3 separate regions of the Gossypium hirsutum genome follow, and all the other regions are linked to region 1. The links are chromatin contacts, called in public Hi-C maps. All regions are on one chromosome and are shown on one strand. Each heading gives the region's core, a stretch centred on a gene start, on an enhancer-like site or on the middle of the called end of the contact. The rest is flanking DNA. Distances are from core to core; before and after follow the strand shown. Region 1 holds the start of LOC107930121. Region 2 holds the start of LOC107930111 (putative tRNA (cytidine(34)-2'-O)-methyltransferase). Region 3 holds the start of LOC107938342 (nuclear transcription factor Y subunit A-4).

Evidence for each region. Hi-C and Micro-C count contacts between places; a contact is called where the count stands out from the background.
Region 2: a contact with region 1 is called in a Hi-C map of leaf, with 2.5 times the contacts expected there. The contact joins the promoter of LOC107930111 here to the promoter of LOC107930121 in region 1. A contact is called at or near these places in 2 of 34 Hi-C or Micro-C datasets (both in leaf).
Region 3: a contact with region 1 is called in a Hi-C map of leaf, with 2.5 times the contacts expected there. The contact joins the promoter of LOC107938342 here to the promoter of LOC107930121 in region 1. A contact is called at or near these places in 3 of 34 Hi-C or Micro-C datasets (all in leaf).

Annotation. Positions count from the first base shown.
Region 1 is chrA08:108,291,678-108,295,314 of Gossypium_hirsutum_v2.1, forward strand. LOC107930121 reads right to left here and starts at 2,057. Exons shown (of 6, transcript XM_016861688.2): 1 at 1,792-2,057; 2 at 1,639-1,694; 3 at 1,456-1,520; 4 at 895-1,344; 5 at 618-819; 6 at 236-532. The coding sequence starts at 1,945. The coding sequence ends at 359.
Region 2 is chrA08:108,619,178-108,622,814 of Gossypium_hirsutum_v2.1, forward strand. LOC107930111 (putative tRNA (cytidine(34)-2'-O)-methyltransferase) reads right to left here and starts at 2,028. Exons shown (of 9, transcript XM_041074372.1): 1 at 1,401-2,028; 2 at 1,183-1,256; 3 at 1,017-1,085; 4 at 852-910; 5 at 474-534; 6 at 328-381. The coding sequence starts at 1,569. It overlaps LOC107930081 (terminal nucleotidyltransferase 4B), which reads left to right and starts at 2,637. Exons shown (of 7, transcript XM_016861645.2): 1 at 2,637-3,341. The coding sequence starts at 3,168.
Region 3 is chrA08:108,019,457-108,023,093 of Gossypium_hirsutum_v2.1, forward strand. It overlaps LOC107938342 (nuclear transcription factor Y subunit A-4), which reads right to left and starts at 1,739. Exons shown (of 7, transcript XM_016871460.2): 1 at 824-1,739; 2 at 1-142. The coding sequence starts at 127. LOC107938335 (protein FRA10AC1) reads right to left here. Exons shown (of 11, transcript XM_016871448.2): 11 at 2,600-3,012. The coding sequence ends at 2,924.

The DNA of each region.
Region 1 (3,637 bases), core at 807-3,306:
GTTGCTTACTCTAATCTATGAGGAATTAGGTAGATAAAGATGATAGGAGAAATTGTCTGGATATGGAAATGGCGGTGGGAGGACAAAATTAAACACAGAAAAGCCGTACTCATGTACCTTGTCATAAAGACAGAACTTTCTTTAGTATTAACAGACAATTAATGCTTCATTAGTAGTGTTAAATGTTGATTTGAGTACAAACTGATAGTCAAGAAAAAGGCGAGAGAGAAAGAAATAAAGAATCATGATATTGGCTTTTTATTCACTGAAAAGGGTTTTCAATACAATTATTAAACAGAGAGAAAGCTACATAGCTGACACTCATATGAATGAAAGAATGAAGACATTTGAGTTTTGTTTACTCAGACATTGTGCAAGGCTTGAGGAACCAAAATACATCCAACGCCCTTGCTTGTCTTCCATCCGTAACATTAACATTATTAATAACAGAAGAACAAGAAGATACACTGCTTCCTGCTTTTTCTGTCTTCATATCCTTGTTTTGCTTCACTTCTTGAAGGATTCCCCTCTCCTACGGACACATCATATACAAATATAAACTAAACAAATCATACCCAAAGCAAAAAGCATGCATACTGAAGCAACTAGTTGCATACCATAAGTCTGGATCTGGAAGCCTTGGAAGGGGTGGCAGTTGTTTTGGTAGGGGCAGAAAAGCACTGAGGAGAGGGTGGATTGGTCCGTATTTGCAGTAACCTTTCTTCCCCTTTGTTTTTGTGCTTCACATCCTCCAAATTTAGTGAGATATTAGAGGGTGCCATGTTCTCTGCCTCATCACCATGTGTTCTGCTTCTGTTTCTGCAACAATATCATTCAACATGAATCAAACTTAAAGATCTTTTAAAATTAGTTTTTCACATAAGTGATACTCACATTTTCATCTTTTCTTTCTCTTTAGCAATGCCTTGTTTCTCTTGACCCAATTCAAGCAATGGTTTCCTCTCTTTGTCCAACTCACCCAGAACCTGGGTCTTTTCATCTTGAGTGTTTTCCTCTCTCTCTTTCTCCCTAGCCCTGCTTGCCAATTTCTTTAACTCGTTGCAAAACTCACTTATATGACTCAGTATATCCCTACCAGCAAACAAATTCCTAGCTGACGCACTACTTTTCAGAGACCGTATCTCGTCACTTTGGGACTGGAGTATACCATCTGTTATAATGGGTTTATTTTTTTCACTGCTGGACTTGATTGCCGCTTTCAAAGACTTAGCTTGGTGATTAGTAGGAGGAGTTGATAAATTTGGGTTATGGTTTTCACTATCGTCGAACTTTGAAAAACTAGAAGATTGAGTTTGTTGCCCTCTTCTCTTCAATTTGGCATCTCTGAAAACAATACAACGCCCAAAAATGGAAATAAGATGTAAAGAAAAAAAAAACACAGAATCTTGAAACCAAGACATGTTGTAAGGTAATTAAGTTGCGTTTAGTAAATACCCTTGATTCAATTCCCGAAATGGGAAGTTTCCAGCTCCACCGCCAGGAACTGATCGTCGTGGAAGCTTCAAAAGATTAACAAAAACAAAACAAAAAATGAGACAAATGGTCCATAAATACATGCAGCAGCATTGTAGTATCTGGAACTAAATGGAAAGAGGCATAAAAGCAGAGAATAAAAACCTTAGAAGGAGGAGAGGGTTGAAGGAAATCCTCAGCAGTCTTGGGATGGTTACAGTCTGCAGTATCCAGATAAGAAAAAGTTTACAAAAAAAAAGAAGAAATGAAGTGAGAGGGCAGAGGAGAAAAGGGAAAAGAAGAGAAATGAAAGGGTACCAGGAGTGCAGAACCAGGCATCATCGTCGATGGAAGGTTGGTGAGGGTCAGGGGCCAAGAAATCAACCCATTTAGGGGCGTTGATGTGTTCGTAAACGCAGTCCTCAACGAAGCGGGAGTCTATTCTGGTCCAGTCGATTTTTGCTGGTTCCATTATGCGAAAGCCAAAAAAGTAGGGGATTAGCAGGAGGGCAGAGAGAGATGGAAAAATGCGTCAATAGGCTGAGTTTCTATTCTTAAGTGCGAGTGAAAGTGAACGTTATTACGTTACGTTAGTGGGGTCCTTTTTCTTCATTTTTAATTAGAATTTATTGTTTCTTCTGACCGTTGGGGATTTTTTTTTTTTTTAATAATCGGTGTGTAGTTTACTTGGTCTTGATGGCCAGGGATGGCAAACCACTTCCAGTGTGGGTTTGTGGAATAACAGAGGCTGGGTAGGGCAGAATGATATTTTTTGGGTACCAACTGCCACCACTTATTCCATTCCATTCAATATATGAAATTAACATTTATTATTTTTAATTGTAAAAGAAAAAAAAACCAAGCATATTATAGAATAAATCTTAAATTCTTCTAATTTTTCATTTTCTATTTGTATGTAACAGCATTATTTAAATTGAATTGAATTAATTAATTAGTTTGGTTAAATTGAAAATGAATCGATTCATAAATTAGATTAAATATTAATTGAATTGACTTTTTTTTAATAATTTATTTGATTACGTGAATTAAATTTAAAGTTAATTAATTAGCGAAAATATTGAGTATTGATTACAATATAAAATTATGTATTAAAACAAAAATAGATAGAGCGGAAGCTGTATTGTGATCCCTACCGAAGAATATATCCTAAAAGAAAATGGAAAGGCTTTGTTTAGTTTAGTTTCACGTGCCAAAGGGCATGTGATGAGTAAACTTCGGTTGTTGCCTAGATCCAAATCAACGGCTTTTTTTTTCTTTTATGCCAGAATCTTACTTAAGATTCAATCTTTTACGCTTTACTATTATTTGTTCATTCCTCACTATAATTACATAACTTCTTTTTAATAATTGAAGATGCTAGGGTTTCATCATTCACATTAGGATTCAGACTTTAACTCTCCACCAAAAACAATCACATGTTTTTTTCTATCATGTTCAACATTACTCTTTTATAGGATAATTTTAATATATGTTGGAGAAATTTTTTTTATTTGACTATATATGTTATTGTTTTTATTTAGAGAAAAAGGAAAACGCGTTCTACATAGTACGCTTTCAGTCACATTAGCTGAAAATACATTCTGTAAGACACATTTTCACTAAAAATAGACAAAATTTCTTTCGGCCAAGTGGTTAAATGTTAATATTTTTGTCCCTGAGTTTCGAGTTCAATTCCTCTCCTACTCACATTTATATTTTTTATTCCATGTTGTTTTAAGCTTCTTCTTTTTTAATTAATATTTTTAACATATTAATTCTTTTGGTTAGATGGTTAGATAATTGTGATTTTATCTTTGAGTTTTAAGTTTGATTCCTCTTATAAACATTTTAATATGTATTTTTTATTTTATGTTATTTCAAATTTTTTATTATTTTTAATTAATGTATATAATTAGTAAATATATTATTTTTAAGTTTTTTATTTTTAATTAATCTTTTTAACTAATAACTCTTTTATTTATAAAATCAGATAATTATTGTAAATATCATTGTTTTTAGTAATTATAATTTTTATATGTGTAATATTTATATTTCAATCCATATAATGAGTGTTACACATTGACATTTTATATATTTTTCTATGTGTATTTGACATAATTATTTGAAATATTTTACATATAGACATAATGATATTTGAAATAAT
Region 2 (3,637 bases), core at 778-3,277, 330 kb after region 1:
AATAAGCACCAATATAGTACTTAGATGGCTATCGTCCAACATAGGATAAATGCATAGATAGATCAACTTTAGCACTTTGCTTGACCTCTTTACAAGATATTTAAATGAGGGCCATAAAAGATTTAGAGACTCTAGGCTGAATGTTTATCAGGAAACTTAATAGTATGTTAAAGATTGCAACCTAAGTGCTAGCAATTAACAGTAACATAAAACATAAGGTGGAAAAGAGCATCAAGTGATGATAGCAAGACAAAGAAAAAAAAGAAGAAGATAATTCTAGCATTCCAAATGGTCATATCATAGAGTATAAAAAGAAAGAAAGCATACTGAATGAATTGCTGTTCCTCTTTTAGTAAAAGCCAGCAAACGCTTATCCCCTTCCTGTATCATAGGAACAAATATATTTGGAGGAAATTAATGACAAAAGATACGGAACATTTCTAATCCATTGTTGGGACAGGAAGAGAAAAAACCTGTTGCTTGAAATAGTTTTGAAACTCCGCCCATGAGCCATGTATTCTAACAACAACATATCTGACATCAAGTTATTGGTCAAAACAGGAGAGTAGGAGATATTTCAGAGTTGTAAGGAAAATGAAGTGGATCAAATGCGATTTGGGTCAATCTTTGTAAACTATGCTAAATGGGAAGCCTTTGAGGCTATAATTTATATATGAAAACTTGTTTGCGAGGATAGAAAAATATATGCCAAACTGTACTATGAACTGATGAACAATTAGGAAGTGCCCAATTTGAATAGAATCTTAAATTGAAAATAGAGAGAAAGGGTGTCCATGCATTTCATTCAGCAGGAAAAAAGGTATCTAAAGAACACAAATATGGGAGGATACGGCCAGTAATCCAGTCCAGCACGTTTTAATTTAGTATCATCCACTTTAAATCCTAATGGCTGAAAAAATACAACAGCAGAAGCATCTTAAATAAAAGGTCAAGGTTGGCAAAAATAAGTAAAGTAAAACAAAAAAGAGAGAAGAGAAGAGAAGAGAAAAAGATACCCCAACAAGGTGAAGGGCAACAGCTGAGGCAGCGCATGTTCTTGCAATGCAACCTGCATTTCCAGGAATCTGAAGGGATGGGCAAGGGCAGAAAAGGGAAAACAATTAAGTAGAGGTGCTTGTATATGAGCTAAAACACGTTAAAGATGAAAAATACAGTAGATACCTGAGGAGAAACTAAGACGACTTGAAGCAATTTTTGTTGGGGGTCAGGGGCAGGCAGAGAGTTGTTCCCATTTCCTGTTTCAACTTCAGCAACAACCCAGCCCACAAAGAAAGAAGATTAAGAAAGGCAGTGAACTTAATTAATTAAGAAACTTAATTAATTAAGACCAAAAAACAAGCATATATACATATATCAGTGGAGAGAGAAAAGGGTCTTACTCTTAGTCTTAGTGTGAGTGTCAGCCCTGGTATTAGAGAAAGAAGAGAGGCGTGGTATGCGTAGGGAAGAAGGGCGAAAGTTTGGGAACAAAGAAAGAGAAGAAGTATTGTTAATATGTCTTAGGCTTTGAAGAAGATGGGATTGGGAATAATATGGGACTGCTCTCATTCTTGCTCTTACGCTCAAAAGAGAGACAGATACCAATGCAGATAAAATGCTACACCTATTGGGTTTGACCTTTCTTTCTCTCTGGGTGGGATCACTGGATAACTTCACTAATACATATTACTTACTAATTACTATCACTAAGTAAATAACCCAGTTTTTCTTCTTCTTTTTCTCTTTAACCCTCTTGGCCTTGGCCTGCTACCTTTCCTAATGTCCTCCTTCCTTTATAAAACTAAAAAATAAAATAAAATAAAGGGTTTTTCCCTGGTTGGAAAGGAAGGCTGGGTGGCTCAGATCAAAACGACGATTCCCTCTGCCTCTTCCACTCAATCTTAACAAGATACAGGTCTCCTTTCTTTTCTTTTTTCTTTGCTCAATCGAGAGATCGACTTGAACTTGGGCCGCCTCATCCGCCAGAAGAGTTTAAGCAAAATACGAGAGATTCGAAAAATAGATTTAAATGAAATTTAAGATCATTTTTTTATATGGGTTAGATTTTGAGTAAATATTTTTCTCCAGACCCAACCCAATGTTATAAAATAATATTATATTAATTATATATATTAAATAATAATTATATATATTTATATTTATATTAAATTATTAATTCAATAATTATTGTACAAAATCTAAGAAAAATAATAATTTATATTTAGCTCAATAAAATATTTATTATATTTATTTTAATTTTTTAATATAATAAAACATTTAATATAATTATTTTTTAATGTGTTAAAAAATTATTTTAATCTTTAATTAGATAATGAATTAATATTTTTTTTCATCTAAATTCTATTTATTTTGAGTCAGATAGTGTTGGTTGAGTCTATTTTACCATTGCTCTAGTACTAATTTATGTTATCTATTTTAAAATAAATTGTATTGATATAACTCCTTCATTAATTTTTTTATTCATTCATTTTAGAATACCAAATGATTTTCTATCTTTTAACTAGTGTATTATATTTTTAGAAAAATTAAATATGAATAAATCAAGTCGGACTGAATTTATTTTTTCTTAAATCAGAATAAATTTAAACAAAAAAAATAAATCTATTTTTTAAGCTAGACCTAGACTTAAAAAAAATAATCTAAATACTTTATATAAACCCCACCCCACCCCAACCCAACCCATCAGCGGCTAGATCGACTGCGTCCCTTTTATCCTGGTCCGATTGGTAACCTGTAAAAGCTTTTCCGTAAAAGATTTTCAGGCTTTTCTGATGTTTGGTTGCTTGAAAATGATTTTCCAGGGTAAAATGTTTTACAAAACACAGGAAAAGGAGGGCTTTTTTTTAAGGAAAATGTCTTACTCTTTTGAAATTGGTAAGACATTTTCCGGAAATTGACACTTCTTCTCCCCTTTCCCCTTCCCCTTCCCCTTCCCCTTTTGAAATCGGTAAGCCATTTTCAATGTTGAAGAAGCCATTTTCAATGTTGGCTTATCTTAGGCCATGACTGAGACGATGGCTTGAAACCCGGGTAGAAATAAGACCAATCGAAAACCTTGGAAGCAACAAATCACAAGGGCATAAGCTGTTGAATAAGCTGTGGGTCTTGAGGCAGATGTGGCATCTTTTGAACCACCGGGGAATCAGATGTGGGTCTTGAGGCAGATGGGGCATATTTTAATACTTCCCACCATGGTGGGCGTTGCAGAAATAGTGGACTTTTGTGATTTTCTATCCCCTACTCCCGAAGAGCAAGCAGCACGTGATGCAGCTGTGCATTCTGTTTTTGATGTTATCAAGTACATATGGCCTGCCTGCAAGGTATGATTGGCGGCCTCTCTTTCTCTCATGCACAAAAGCACACACATATAAAGATGCATACATAGTGTACAATGCCAAATGGTAATGAGTTGTTGCTTTGCAGCCAGAAGTTTTTAAGTTGTTCATGGTAGGGCTTTATTTACCAACAAGTGATATTGATGTGAGTAGTTTGCTTCATTTTATCCCATAAGTTTATGTCTCGCAACTCAAACTATATCAATGTTTAATCTTGTTATATTGTAGCTTGCATCACATGGTTGATGGGTTTTTCATTAGGATTATGAAATTTAGTATAT
Region 3 (3,637 bases), core at 489-2,988, 270 kb before region 1:
AGGCAGCTTCAACAAAGGGGTTAGTCCCAACTCCTTTCCACCAGGGTTCAGAGTAGGCAGTTGACTGCAACACACTTTGAGCCCCATGGTCTATCTGCTGATCATCATTCCCTGGTTTTGCTGGCATTTCTCACGACTTATTCTGAAATTCAGAAATTACAATTAGAGAGCTAAATAGCCCAAACATAGAATTTTACTTATGAGATATAAATAGAGGGAAGAAAAAAGAAGAAGAACCAAAATCAACAATGATCTCAACTAACTTCCCACTCACTATCATCTAATATAACATAACTTATGTGCAAATCTGATGTTGACTTCCATCAAAATTCATAAATAAAAAAAAAGATTAATTGATTAAACATGAATCATATGCATAACACAAAAACATCAGAAAATTCTCACAGGAAAATTTTAAAATTTATGTTAAAATGAAGGCGGGTGGATCATTCCATTAATTCAAAGTTCAACTGATATAAAAATTTAGAACTTCGACAATCAAAACTAGCACCTAAAAAAGAAACTGATCCTCGAAATCTTATTCAAAATCAAGCCGAACTTAATACAACAGGGTAATTCAATTTCTAATTTTGCATCTGGTTATCTCTAATTCCACCCCCCACAATTCATGCTAATCTTCTTATCTCCTCCAAATTTCTCATCAAAAGAGCAAATTCCCATAACATCAAACCAAAAAGGGAAGTTTTTTACAAGATGCTAAATTAAAACCCTAAGATGACTCGAAAATTTTGAATCAAAAACAGGAAAAAGAAAGATCTTTTAAGAGAATAAATTTAAAAAAGGATAAAAACAGAGAACTTACAGTAAAAGAAGAAAAAGAAAAAGAAGATTGGAATTGGAGAAGCAAATGCCTAGAGATTGATTCAGTTTGGCTCTCTCTCTGCAACCATAACAGAGACATAGAGAAAGACAAATCTATCAAGCTTAATAAATTATCTTTATTTATATGTTTAAAATTTTAATAAGAGGTTTTTATTTGTTTCATTGACACAAATGTCGAACTTTTTGTCTTTTATAAGGTAGAAACTGAAGCTGTAACTACGAACCTTTCCAAATTTCTCCAAATAGATTAATTTATCACACAAATTACTTTATTTTATACTTTTTCGAATATTTATATTTATAATATAATTATGAATTGCAACGTTTTTTTACATATATTTTATGAAAATTAAAAATTTAATCCAATTAATTAGCATTGTTAAACCTGATTTAAAAATTAATTTATAAGGAATTAACAAAAATCAATAATTTAGAATTTTAGATGTAACAAATTAATAAAAACTAATAATTGAAATTCATGTTTTTATCAACAATTAAACTAACTTTTAAATTTCTATAAAATATAAAAATAAAATCCTAAAAATTAATTATTAGTATATAAATGTAAAAAAGACCTCGTTGTAATTAAATATTCCTAAAAAAGAAAAAATGGTTAAATAGTGGGAAATACTTAAATCAAACAATGTTATCGGGTACATATAAGATAAAATAATAAAAATAAAGTAGTGGGTGGAGATGATTTTATGGTAGTGGGTCAAGCAAATAAGTAGGCAGTGGGAATTTCAACTTGTCATCATCTCTTTTTTCCAACGGCTGTGGAGTGGACTCCTTTCTTTTGCTTCTTTTTAAGATCATACTATTTTCAGCAAAGCTTCAGCTACAATTCCTTCTTTTTCTAATCATACAACTCTGGTTGAGGAGCTTTTGTCAAGTGTTATTCAATTCTTTTTCTTCCCTTTTTTCATAATTAATACTCATTACCCGATTATACAGATCCAAGGAACTGTTGAAAATGGCAAAATTAGAACTAGGGTTGGGTTTGGATCCGAGACAGATTCCAAGAGGCGCTCTTTCTTCTTCTTCTTTTATTATTATTATTATTAAATTCCAGTTTTATTACATGACAAAAAAGAGTGGCGTGGACACCGGACAGAGAGACATGGTTGACAGCGGTGACACATGTTATGCACACACCACGTGTCGTGTGATCAGGATGACATCGTTGAGGTCCATGTTATTTAGATCTTGCCACGTTCTTACTATTTTTTATCATTCTGTCTTTTTCACTTGCCAACCATCGTCGCTTGCTTAACGGCGTTTTATGTCCCCCTTTAACCACGCCATTATTGTTTTCATCCTAGGTAACAAGACACCCCCCAAAACAATTAACTGTAGGTGGAATAATTTTCTTGATCCAAATCTGTACATTATCAACTAAACCAAAGAACTTATTCCCTTTCAAAAATAGTAGAAAATAATAAGAGAGTGTAAACGTCGAGGCAGTCGCAGACGAAAGCGTAGGTATGTCTTATACAGTTGAGACAGGGTAAGAGGCTACGCAGTAGCAACTACCAAACTAAGTACACTACTAGCATCAGTTATGGATGGAGGAATTGATATTGTATTAAAAAGATTGCTGCGCTTTAGTCAACATCACCAGACTAGAGGCCCTCTCATCATCATCGACACATATGTAATGTAGATGTAGATTTTACTTTTTCTCACTTCTTACGCTATGCAAATGAAAAGAAAGCCTTGCTTTTCCCTTTTTGTTTTACTAATAAAGGAAACAAAATTAAACCACCCACCTCATTTGTATTAATAAATAAAACTCCATTCTCCATAAGAAAACATCGCACACCACCTAAAAAACTTTCACATTCTTTTAGCAGCCTTTGTAAGATAACCACTCTTCCTCTATTTGGTGAGTTGATAGGCAAAGCTTTTACTACGATTTACAGGCTGAGCAGCAGAATGAACAAAAACAAATTTACAAGTTTCAACTGAAATTGGTATCTCAGCATGTCGCTACCAACTCTCCCAAGGCCACTACGGTGTCAGCACAGAAAAGGGTTACTCTACAAGACTTTTACTTAATTCACCTGAGTCTCACCTACAATCATGGAAACATGCCCTCGAGGTACTTATCAAAGTCTTCGTCACCATCGTCACTTTCATGATTGATAGCTGAAGATGATGCCCTTTTACCTGGAAAAAAAGAATGGAGAAAATAACAATGACAATGAACACATCTGAATTCAGGTGTACCTAAACATGTGAAAACTAATGGTCTAATATAAGGCCTAAGGGTGCCCTCTACTCCCCCAGCTAGGCCGGATTGACAAAGCCAAGTTATCAGTCATTACAACACTCGGTAACCTTGATAGGGGATTATTTTTAGCTTAACGAACCTAAGCAAATCTGAGTATGAATTGTAGCATAGAAAGAACACAATTCTAAAAACTTGCCGGGACAGTTAGCCAACAGCCACATCCACCACACTTTACCTAATTTATTACAGTCAAGATGTCTAGGCCTATCTCCGGTTTACTACTCATTCTCCCGGTATTTATATTTCAGATGTACTAACAGGAAAATACCAACAAGTTACACATCATATTGCATATGTGTTTCCTCAGTTTATGTGTGTGTGCAAGGATCAAACATAGAGAACTATATGTAAGCCTCCTTGCCCTGGATGTAACTTGACTCCTGAAAGTTAAAGTTCTTGACTATTAATTCTGAATCAATTGAGTAATTACGAGCAGGGGGTGACTTGCTCTTTGGGTGTGGGGGAATTAGGAACTAGAGTAACAATAATGATCTCTTGTTG